Linked DNA regions of Mus musculus: region 2 is linked to region 1. The links are chromatin contacts, called in public HiChIP or PLAC-seq maps. All regions are on one chromosome and are shown on one strand. The core of a region is the stretch at or near the end of the contact, and the rest is flanking DNA. Distances in the headings are between cores, read along the strand shown. Region 1 has its middle 4.3 kb from the start of Gm11627. Region 2 has its middle 11 kb from the start of Adam11.

Region 1 (4,704 bases), core at 2,121-4,620:
CAGTACAACCATTTGTGGATTGAGTATTCAGATACAAGGGCCTATGAGGGACACTTTTCGTGCAAAACAGTTTCCTCTGGTAGATTGACTGGTTGGTTGGTTTTTTTGGAGACAAGGTTTCTCTGTGTAGCCCTGGCTGTCCTGGAACTCACTCTGTGGACGAGGCTGGTCTCAAACTCAGAGATCCTCTTGCCTCTGCCTCCTGAGTGCTGAGATCAAAGGTGTGCAACACAACAGCTTGTGTTTGCTTGTTTGTTGTTGAGGGGGGGTTGTTGTTGTTTTCTTGTGACAGGGTTTCACTCTGTAACTCCGACTGTCCTGGCTGGCCTTGAATTCAACTCACAGAGATCTGGCTGCCTCTGCAAACAGTTTTCTTTTTATTGCCCTACCAAGGACAGCATCCTTTAAACCAGATACATCAGGACTTCACCAAATACAGCCAATGTAAAATGGCAGTTCGTGCTCCTATTCCTGAAACCCAAAATCTAACAGAGAGTGGAGACCAGTCCCAGGCCTCACACTAATAAATAAAGGTGAAATTCCACTTCACCCCTCCAGCCCCAACTTACACGCTCTCCTAGCCCAGACCCCAAAGGACCCCAGAATGGTTGATTGCACTAGACTTACAAGATGCTCCTTTCTGTAAACCCTTACACCCTGAGTCCCAGTACCTGTCTGTCATTGAGGACCCAAACTCCCATGTTACCCAGCTCACCTGGTTGATCCTACCCCTGGGACACAAGGACAGTCCCCACCTCTTTAGCCAGGCCTTCTCTAGGAACCCCCTTGACTTCTTGAACCCTCAAGCCAGGGTCCGCCAATATGTGAATGATCCTTTGTAGCCCACAGAAGGTCCCCAGGAAGGAACTGAGTTTACTCCTTATCTGAGAGGGGGCTATAAGGTTTCTAAAATAAAGTTCGGTTGTGCCAGCTGTCAATCAAATACTTAGTACTAGCCATAGCTAAAGAGAAAGGGACTTGGCGAGGACTGGGTAAAATCTAGCTTTTCCTTCCCATTACAAAAATAAAATAATAATAATAAAATAAATTAAACAACTTAGGGGATTTTTATGGGGAGGTTACAAGATTCTTCAGACTCTGAATTTCAGTATATGGGGAATTTGCCTGGTTATAAATGAAACCAGCCAATAAAAGAAACACAAACTGGGGCTGGAGAGATGGCTCAGAGGTTAAGGGCACAGACTGTTCTTCCAGAGGTCCTGAGTTCAATTCTCCAAAGTAGAAAAGACAAGATTCACCATCAACACGCCCTAAAGTTGGGACACCCAACTCTACTCAACCATCATCTCATCATCTTGCTGTGGGTAGACACCTTTCCCTGTATAGGATAGACAGAGAAGGTCTCTGAGGTAGTCTAAACCTTTTTTTTTTTTAAGATTATTTTATTTTATTAAGTATGGAGGTGTTTTGCCCACATCTATGTCTGTGTATTTTATACATGCAGTGCCCATAGAGGCCAAAAGAGGCCATTGGATCCCTGGAACTGGAGTTAAAGACAGTTGTGAGCTGCCAGGTGGTTGCTGGGAATTGAACCTGAGTCCCCTTGGAGAACAACCAGCGTTCTTAACCATTGAGCCAACTCTCTAGCCCCTGGCCTAGAACTCTTGACTAAACAGAGATCTTCCTGTCCCTGCCTCCCAAGTGCTGGGATTAAAGTTGCACACCCACTATGCTCAACCCAAGGCACAGTCCAAATCTTAGTTCATAAAATTATCCAAAAACGAGGACTGCTTAACAAAGCATTCAAAGTAATAACGAGTGGTCCTTCAAGGCCTCACGGATGGAGGAGGTATCAACTGCCCTAGAAATTCAACTGAATCTCTGTAGTGTCTGGAGGGAAAGACAGAGGGAAGAAATAGGTTTTTTTAAATTTAAATCAATCAAGCCAGGTGTGGTGGCGCACGCCTGTAATTCCAGCACTCAGGAGGCAGAGGCAGGCGGGTTTTTGAGTTCGAGGCCACCCTGGTCTACAAAGTGAGTTCCAGGACAGCCAGGGCTACACAGAGAAACTCTGTCTCGAAAAACAAACAACAAAAGAATTTAAATCAATCAATCAATCAATCAAAAGATGCTATCTCAAGAAATTGGCCTCCTGAATTTCTTTTCCCCTGAACTTTTCTCTTTTCTCCTTGGCCCTGGTCTGAATTAGAAATGTTCCTTCAGACCCAGCTTTCAGACCCTACAGGATCCTATATGGAAGTCCCTTCCTGAGTTAAGACTCCTCTTTAAACACAATCTATGTGCTGGGTTGTGGTGACACACACCTTTGATCCCAACACTCAGAAGGCAGAGGCAGGTGGATCTCTTGAGTTAGAGGTCAGCCTGGTCCACAAGTGAGTTTGGGGACAGCCAGGGCTACACAGAGAAACTCACCTTGGGAAGAAAAACAAAACAAAACAAAACAAAGCAACAACAACAACAACAACAACAAAAACCCTATCTCACCCCCACCACCACCTCCCAAAGAATTTTTTTCTTACCTGTCAGCATCACTACACTCCATCTCCAACTGAGACTCCACCGCCTCTCTCAGGTCCCTCAGTCCACCCAGGCTCTCTATTCCGACTTCTGAAGCTCAACTGAGCCTAAACTAGCCAATGTGGTCCTTCCTGGCATAGGTCACTCAGTGACAAAAGGCGACATTAATCTTCTTTCTTAAAGGGTTGAGAAGGTCAGACAAAGTGGTCACTTCATTTGATGGACACCCAACCCTTGCCTGCAATGTTTGTTTTCCCTCCATTGCCTGGGTCAGGAAGACACTGTTGGAGAGGGGATGTTTCCCAGGGAGAGGTGCAGGTACACGGATTTCTACACTCTGAAGTCGCCGGGAAGGGAGGCGTGGGGTTTCAGGTTGCCTTCCCCCAGGGCAAGGTCACCCCAGATAACCCTTGAGGAATTCTTTGGCCTAGGAGTTGCAGGATAGAATAACAAACCCCATTGCTGGGTTAAAGCAAAACTTGGCCAACTTCATTTGGGGGGGACTATGGCTTCTTTGAAACTGGGGCTGAACCAGTCACACTTCCCAGGCAATTCCTCCTGTGCTCAGTCTCCCCGCCCCCAAATGCCCACCTTAGCACACCCAGGAGAGTGAGGGACTCTGGAAAATGCAAAGAACTTAGCCCTGACTATGGCTCCCGTGTCGGGAGGGCCTTAAAGTGCAGGCTGCTGAGGGGGCAAGGGCTGTACTTGGTGCGCGCAGGTCCTAGGGTCCTACTTGTGGTTGGGGGGGTCAGCTAAAGAGAACGAACACCCCTCTTCTCTCCACAGCTGGTGCACCAAGGGTCCTCCTCCCTATCACAGCCCTTCCCTTAGAAAGCCTGCTGAGTCTGGAATGAGAGGAATCTGAACTACAAACCGACCTCTTGGCAGCATCCCCAACTTCTCTCCAGCCACTCCTAGGTTGCCGACTTCCAGGCAAGGCTGAAGGGGCCTAGGTGGGAAGACCCCACACACAGAGAGACACTGAAGAAACGGGGGTGCAGAAGTCAGTCGAGGGCAGAGAGACAGTACACGCGCGTTTTGTAGGTTGGGGCTTGCTCTAAGGTCCAATCGGCCTGGAACTCACAAGTTTTGGCAATCCTCCTGTCTCGGCTTTCCCAAGTCCTGGAATTATAGATGTGAGCCAGCTTGAACAAAGAATTTATATTTTCCAAACCAAAAATCAAAACCATTAACAAGTCAGTGTGCTGGAGTCACAGGATTAGGGATTTGAAACCAAGCCCACTGTAGAATGATTCAAGCTGTCGAGTCTCCAGGGTTGACAAGCAATTAGTATTACATCCTAGGAAGAAAGGACCTGTGTCCCCAGCTCTTGTCTCCCCTCTGCTTGGCTCTTTTCTCCCAAGGGCTAAGCTTGCCTGGTGCTATCTGGGCAGTATCACAGTCTGAGAATGCCCCGTGGAGGCTGAAAGAATCGGGAAAAGTGAAGAATGGTCTTTTTAAAAGATTGATGGCACAGAGCCAGAGGCCACTTCTGCCTGCCACACTTGTGGCAGACCCCAGTGTCCTGCCCACCGTCTCTGTAGCGTCCTCTCTACCCCACCTGAACCGTGTGGAACTTTGATGGTGATTTAGCCAGGGCTATCTGCGCCATGAGATGCCCAGGCAACGTACTAGAAGGGTGACCCTGGGGAAAGGACCAGGCTACAGCAGAGAAGCAGCCAGCCAGCCAGCCAGGAGCAGGAAGCCGCTTGGGGCAAGATGACCTCTTTCCAAGGGCAGTTCTGTCCAGCTTGTATAACATAGCTCCTGCCAAGGGTGGTATAGAAAGGCTCAGAGCCCACAGCAGGCTGGGGAAGGGCATTGAAAAGGGAGCTTAAGGGCTTCCTGCTGCGTGAGATGGATTAGGGGCCTGTGGGGAGCCAGTCTAGCAGGGAGAAAGGCACTGGCCAGATGCCAGAGCCCCTTGGCCAAAGACACTCTGAGACGAAGAATCCCTGGGTATCTGGTGGACTGCAAGTCCGCATCTTCCACCTGGCTGAGGGGCCCAGACAGAGTGACATATGGTGATGAGGAGACGGACCAAAGAGCACCAAAATGGAGGAAGGAAAAGCAGCCCTGCTTGAGTGAACCAGTGGACATCTCATAGGAAAATAAACAACCTCTCCAGTGATTTTTATCCAACTCTCCCCGAGCCCTTGAACTGGGTCTGTTCTTCGGGGCTGGTTCACTGCTGGGCTCTGT
Region 2 (4,991 bases), core at 1,842-4,341, 170 kb before region 1:
TGGGTCAGAGCAGAGGTCCCTAAGGGCAGAGCTGGTCCAAAGTCACTTTTGGGGGGGCACAAACACATCGAATGGTACCCCCTAGATCCTGACAGTTGGCTGCGGGTTCAGCTGGTGCCTCTCTGTTATCTACTGTCCCGTTCTGTGCTGGGATACCTGGGAGTCTGGCTGCTACTTTCCTTCATCCCAGGAGATGCTACTCTGAGATGAGACGGCTGGCTAGGGGGTGGAGACTTGGGACAGAGTGGGTCACAGTCAGAAGCCAGGGAACCCCCCCAGCCGGTGCAGACAGAAACATGGTCTGTAAGATGAAGGCCCCACCTCTAGAGCCCCTAATGAGGGAGCCTGCTGAGCTGGGCAGAGGGCAAGGATGCTTCTCCTGCTAGGGTTTGGCATGTGGAAGGTTTGTGTGAGTTTGCCACTACAGGGGCAGTCAGGGCGGTGTGTGCACCTTTTGGCTCTAAGATCTGTGGTTGGAGTTGGCCATAGATGGATCAGAGGCTGTTCCACTCTGTAGCTGTGGCCTTTGGTAGCTGCAGAGCCCGCTGTCTAAGCTGAATCCCGAGGCAATGATTCAGGTGACAGTGGGAAGCCCCAGCTCTAGGTGATGGAGTGTTTGTACCTGGTGGGCAGTGGAGGGGAAAGCTGGGTGCAAAAGGCCCTGGGATTCTCATTATGCAATCTTTCCTGGGGTAGGAAAATTCTGGAAAGTGAGAAGGACCTTGCTTGTGCATCTTGGAGGGACCCAGGAGCTCTCTGTACACTCATTTCTAGCTAGCCAGAGCTACTCACTCTCCACCATGCCAACGGCCACCCCTAATACAAACAGGACAGAAGAGAGTGGGAAGGAAAGGGGAGGGGAGAGAAAGAAGAAGCCAATGCTGTTAACCTTAGGGTTCCTTCCCACCTGGAGGAGGGACAGATTGGGCTCACGTGGGGAGCCTGGCCCGAGAGGGGATGCCCATAAAGTCGTGGCTGAGCTGGGTGATGATTTGATCTGCTCCTGTATACGGATGGTGTTCTCGGGCAAAGCCCTGGGGCTGAGCACTCTGAAGATGTTGCCCAATGGGAGGCACAGGGAGTTAAGATACAGCTACGGTGGGGCAAGCTGAGATCCCAGCACTTCTAGCACTGGGCAAGGCAAAGAGGGGACTGGGCAGGCAAGGGTCATCCTTGACAAACTGGGCTCCCCCAGAACAGTGTGGGGAGTGGTGGCCTACTAGGGAGGGGGCTCACCACAGGGAAGTCTGCAGAGGCAGCATTCACAGAACCCTTCTTCCTCAAATGAAGCAAGTCAGACAGACAGACAGACAGGCAGGCAGGCATCTTCTGCAAACATCTCTCTGGAATTTCAGCCCTGTATTGCAAAGAGCCTAAAGGGTGTTGCTGTTTGGCTGTCTTAGCAAATTCAGCAAGTCCAATCCCTTTTATGGACTTTAAAGGTATAACACAAACTGTAGGAAACATGGAAAAGCCGATAAATTCGACTTTATACAGATGTATATAGGGTAGAGGTCATAAGCACAGTTAAGAGAGAAGCCACTGATTCCAAAACTATGTACAAGTTAATTTTAAAAGGCTGGTGCCCTAATGCATGCAGGGCTCCTTACAAAGCACCAGGAAAGTGATCAATAACCCAGGAAAACGAGCAGAGGGTAGCCAGAGGCCTCACACAGAAAACCCAAATGACCAGACAGAACTGTTGACGCCATTCATTGTAAGAGAAAATGAAGACTAGGACTATATCATACATGCTCCAATTTATCAGTTTGCTAGAATAACAAGGGGCCAAGGAAACAGAGTGTGTGTATGTGTGAGTGTGTGTGTGCATGTACATGTGTGTGAGTGTGTATGTGTGTGCATGTACATGTGTGTGAGTGTATGTGTGTGTGTGCATGTGTGTGTGTATGTGTGTGTGTGTGAGAGAGAGAGACACAGTGAGTACATATGAGTGTATGTGTGTGTGTGAATGAGTAAATGAGTAAAAAATAATTTGGCCACACTGAAGAAAATTATAAATGTAGGCACCCTCTGACCCAGTGTCGCTACCTCAGGACTTTATTACCCACTACACATTGATTGTAAATACTTACTCACTGCAGCTAATCTGTGTCCATTAGCAAGAAACAGGTTAAACAAAGCACTGCAGATTCAGGCAATGGTATATTCTGTAGCCAAAGATTGGGGGGGGGCATTTAAAGACGCTTTTTAGTAGCAGTTATAAATTATTTAAGGTATACTGGGGGAAGCAAGAAGCCGCACATGGAGCACCATTTGCCCCAGGACGGAGGTTAAAACGGTCGGATGTGCTGTGTGAATGTATGCGAACTGGAGGATGGATGTGGAATCCACTTTCACTTTAAGCCTTTTGTAGTTCTTGAATTTTGAGTGCAAGTGCATGCTATATATGTATGCATGCTATATTTATAGTGCCATATATATGTATACATGGATATCTAACTATGGAAGGGAAGTGAGAGTCCCGTTAACTAGCCCATAATCTTTCTACTTCTGGAGAGCGAGGATTACAAGTGCGCGCCCCACCCCACTTAATTATTTTAAAAATGTGAAAGTATCCGTTTCTTTCCTTAATTCTTATACACACGAATGTGGGGCTTTATACACACAAAGATCCCTGATTTAGGTCAATCCTTGCAAGGCTCCTCACAGCCCAAAACCAAAATTCATTGCTTCATTACCCTCCCCCTGCCCCACCCCCTTACAGCTTTCTCAGCTCCACTGCAAACCCAAGGCCATCCCAGGCCTTGCTCTGCGGCACACCTAGGGCATCTGCTGTCTGGTATCTCTTGTACCTTCTAGGAAAGGGACAAAGGCATTGGGGACTTCAGCCTTGACTCCCAGATGCACCCTCATCTATTGCGCGGAGTCTTTCCCCATCTGCCGCACAAAGGCGAAGGCACAAAGGGGAAGGCATCTTTCTCTGCTCTCTCACACTGCTATTTCCTGACCTCAGTTTCATCTGCTCAGGGACAGGGGTTCTTCATGGCTCTACAGACTCTAGGGCTGAGTCTTCCTTGTTCCACTGTTGACTCCATGACCTAACCCTGTGACTCAGAAGTTAGGAAGGATCTGACAACATGCCAGGCATGTCCTGTAATCCCTAGGGAAGCTGGGACATTGGGACAATGAGGTCAGGGCCAGCCTGGGTTACACAAAGAGAATTTGTGGAGGGAGGGAGGGAGGGAGGGAGGGAGGGAGGCAGGGAGGGAGGGAGAGACTTCAGTTCACACCACTGATGGGCTAAGAAATGAGGACTGACTAAGGGTGTGGGCGTGGGGCACTTGCTGTATTGGACTGACTAAGGGTGTGGGCGTGGGGCACTTGCTGTATTGGACTGACTAAGGGTGTGGGCGTGGGGCACTTGCTGTATTGGATGGCCATGTGACACACAGGTTTGTCAGGGTTCTGGCTCTGCAGATCCTGGGAATTTGAAAGTTCACTGACCAAAGTAGAGAAGGAATTCAGCTCAGGTGATGGATTCAATGGCCTCTCAGACTCTTTCTTTTGTTCTGTCTGTCTGTCTCCCTCCCTTCCTCCCTCATTCCCTGGCTGCCTCCCTCCCTCCTTCCTAACTTCTGAGCTTTTAGGACTGCAGGTAATCAGAGATTCTTTGCATATGTCTGAGTATCCTTGATGGCCCATGGTTGGGATTAACCCCAAGGCTTTTTACGGGGCAGGAAAGTGAGGAAAGCTATGGTCTCCTTCCTCAGCCCTTGGATTTTGGAGACAAAGTCCTACTGTTTAGCTCAGGTTGGCCTTGAACTCGTGACTCTCCAGCCTTGGCTGAGGTTACAGGTGTGCACCATCATGCTTGACTCTTGCCATTATAGATTCTGATTCTGCAAGTATGGATAGAAGTCCAGAAGCCTGCATTTATTTAAAAAATATTGGGGACCTACTTTGTGTCTATGTAGTTGGTGTATGTGCACATGTGTTTGGGTGCATGTGCACTTAAGTACAGAGAGGCCAGGGAAAGCCTGCTCTTTAACTCTCTACCTCATTCCCTTGAGACGGAGCCTATTACTGAACCTGGAGCTAAGCTGAAAGGACCCTCACAGTGCTGAGGTTACATGCATGCACCCTCACAGTGCTGGGGTTACATGGACAGTTATGCCAGGCTTTTCTTATGGGTGCTGGGGATTCAAACTCAGATCTTCACACTTGCCCAGAAACTGTTCTTACCCACTGAGCCATGTCCTCTGCCCCTGGGACTTGCATTTTTGGGGAACCAGGAGACTCTGATGACTCTCATATATATATGAGTTTCAGAAAACAGCCTTTTGCTCTCCAAACACTTTTAAGTCAAAATCTTCAGTTAAAGACCACTGTGTAAATACGGCTCCAGTGACCTCTTCTCTGGGCTGAGTTCCCAGAAGAGTCTTTGCCAATGGAGCGAGCTGATGATCAGTGCCAACTCTGACCAGCAGGCCCCTGAGGGTGGACTTTGGCCTGTAACCAGCCACGGTCCTCAGGAATCAAAAGGACTTACCTGGTACAGTGTGAGCTGCCTAACAGTGTTGGAGCCTCTGGGTCTCAGAAAAGAAACTTCAGGAAAGGATTTAGACAGATGGCAGCAAGGATGAAACTTCCCGAGACACAGAAACCTTCCATTTTGACTACAGTGGGGGAGGGAAAGGTCTGAGGAAGGACGCCAGCACACGTTCCAGCCCTCGTAAGGCTGCACCGCAACCTGTATCTGTTTCTCTACATTAAATGTGTACAAGGAACTCTGTCCTTCCTGGTTTGTCTTCAGATGCCTTACTGCCACATCCCAGTGTGTGGGTAACATAAGTGGGGGTACCCTATTTTATACCCTATTTTAAAGGGAACCAGAAGGCTCTGGGCCTGGTGAAGAGGTTACAATTTGGAAGAAAACAAGGCTGGACCAATAGCCATGACTACAGACTCTCGAGTTAGCTGTTCACACTTTGTCCTTTGACCCTAAACTGAACTCTGAAGATTCTAGTCTG

What was found. HiChIP or PLAC-seq counts read pairs in DNA pulled down with a chosen protein or histone mark.
Region 2: a FOXA1 HiChIP or PLAC-seq map of pancreatic cancer cells shows a contact between it and region 1. The contact joins two enhancer-like sites. A contact is called at or near these places in 1 of 484 Hi-C or Micro-C datasets (embryonic stem cells), 1 of 115 datasets of contacts at active chromatin or transcription factors (pancreatic cancer cells) and 1 of 9 other capture datasets (pancreatic islet).

What each region holds. Positions count from the first base shown.
Region 1 is chr11:102,581,112-102,585,815 of GRCm38.p6, reverse strand. No RefSeq gene overlaps it. Among named protein-coding and RNA genes, the nearest start is that of Gm11627, 4.3 kb to the right of the region's middle. Within about 2 kb of position 3,370, at least 57 of the 459 cell types and tissues checked have an H3K27ac peak or open chromatin away from gene starts, as enhancers often do. A contact at or near this core is called in pancreatic cancer cells, where this site is marked.
Region 2 is chr11:102,748,026-102,753,016 of GRCm38.p6, reverse strand. It overlaps the pseudogene Gm39501. Among named protein-coding and RNA genes, the nearest start is that of Adam11, 11 kb to the left of the region's middle. Within about 2 kb of position 3,091, at least 40 of the 459 cell types and tissues checked have an H3K27ac peak or open chromatin away from gene starts, as enhancers often do. A contact at or near this core is called in pancreatic cancer cells, where this site is marked.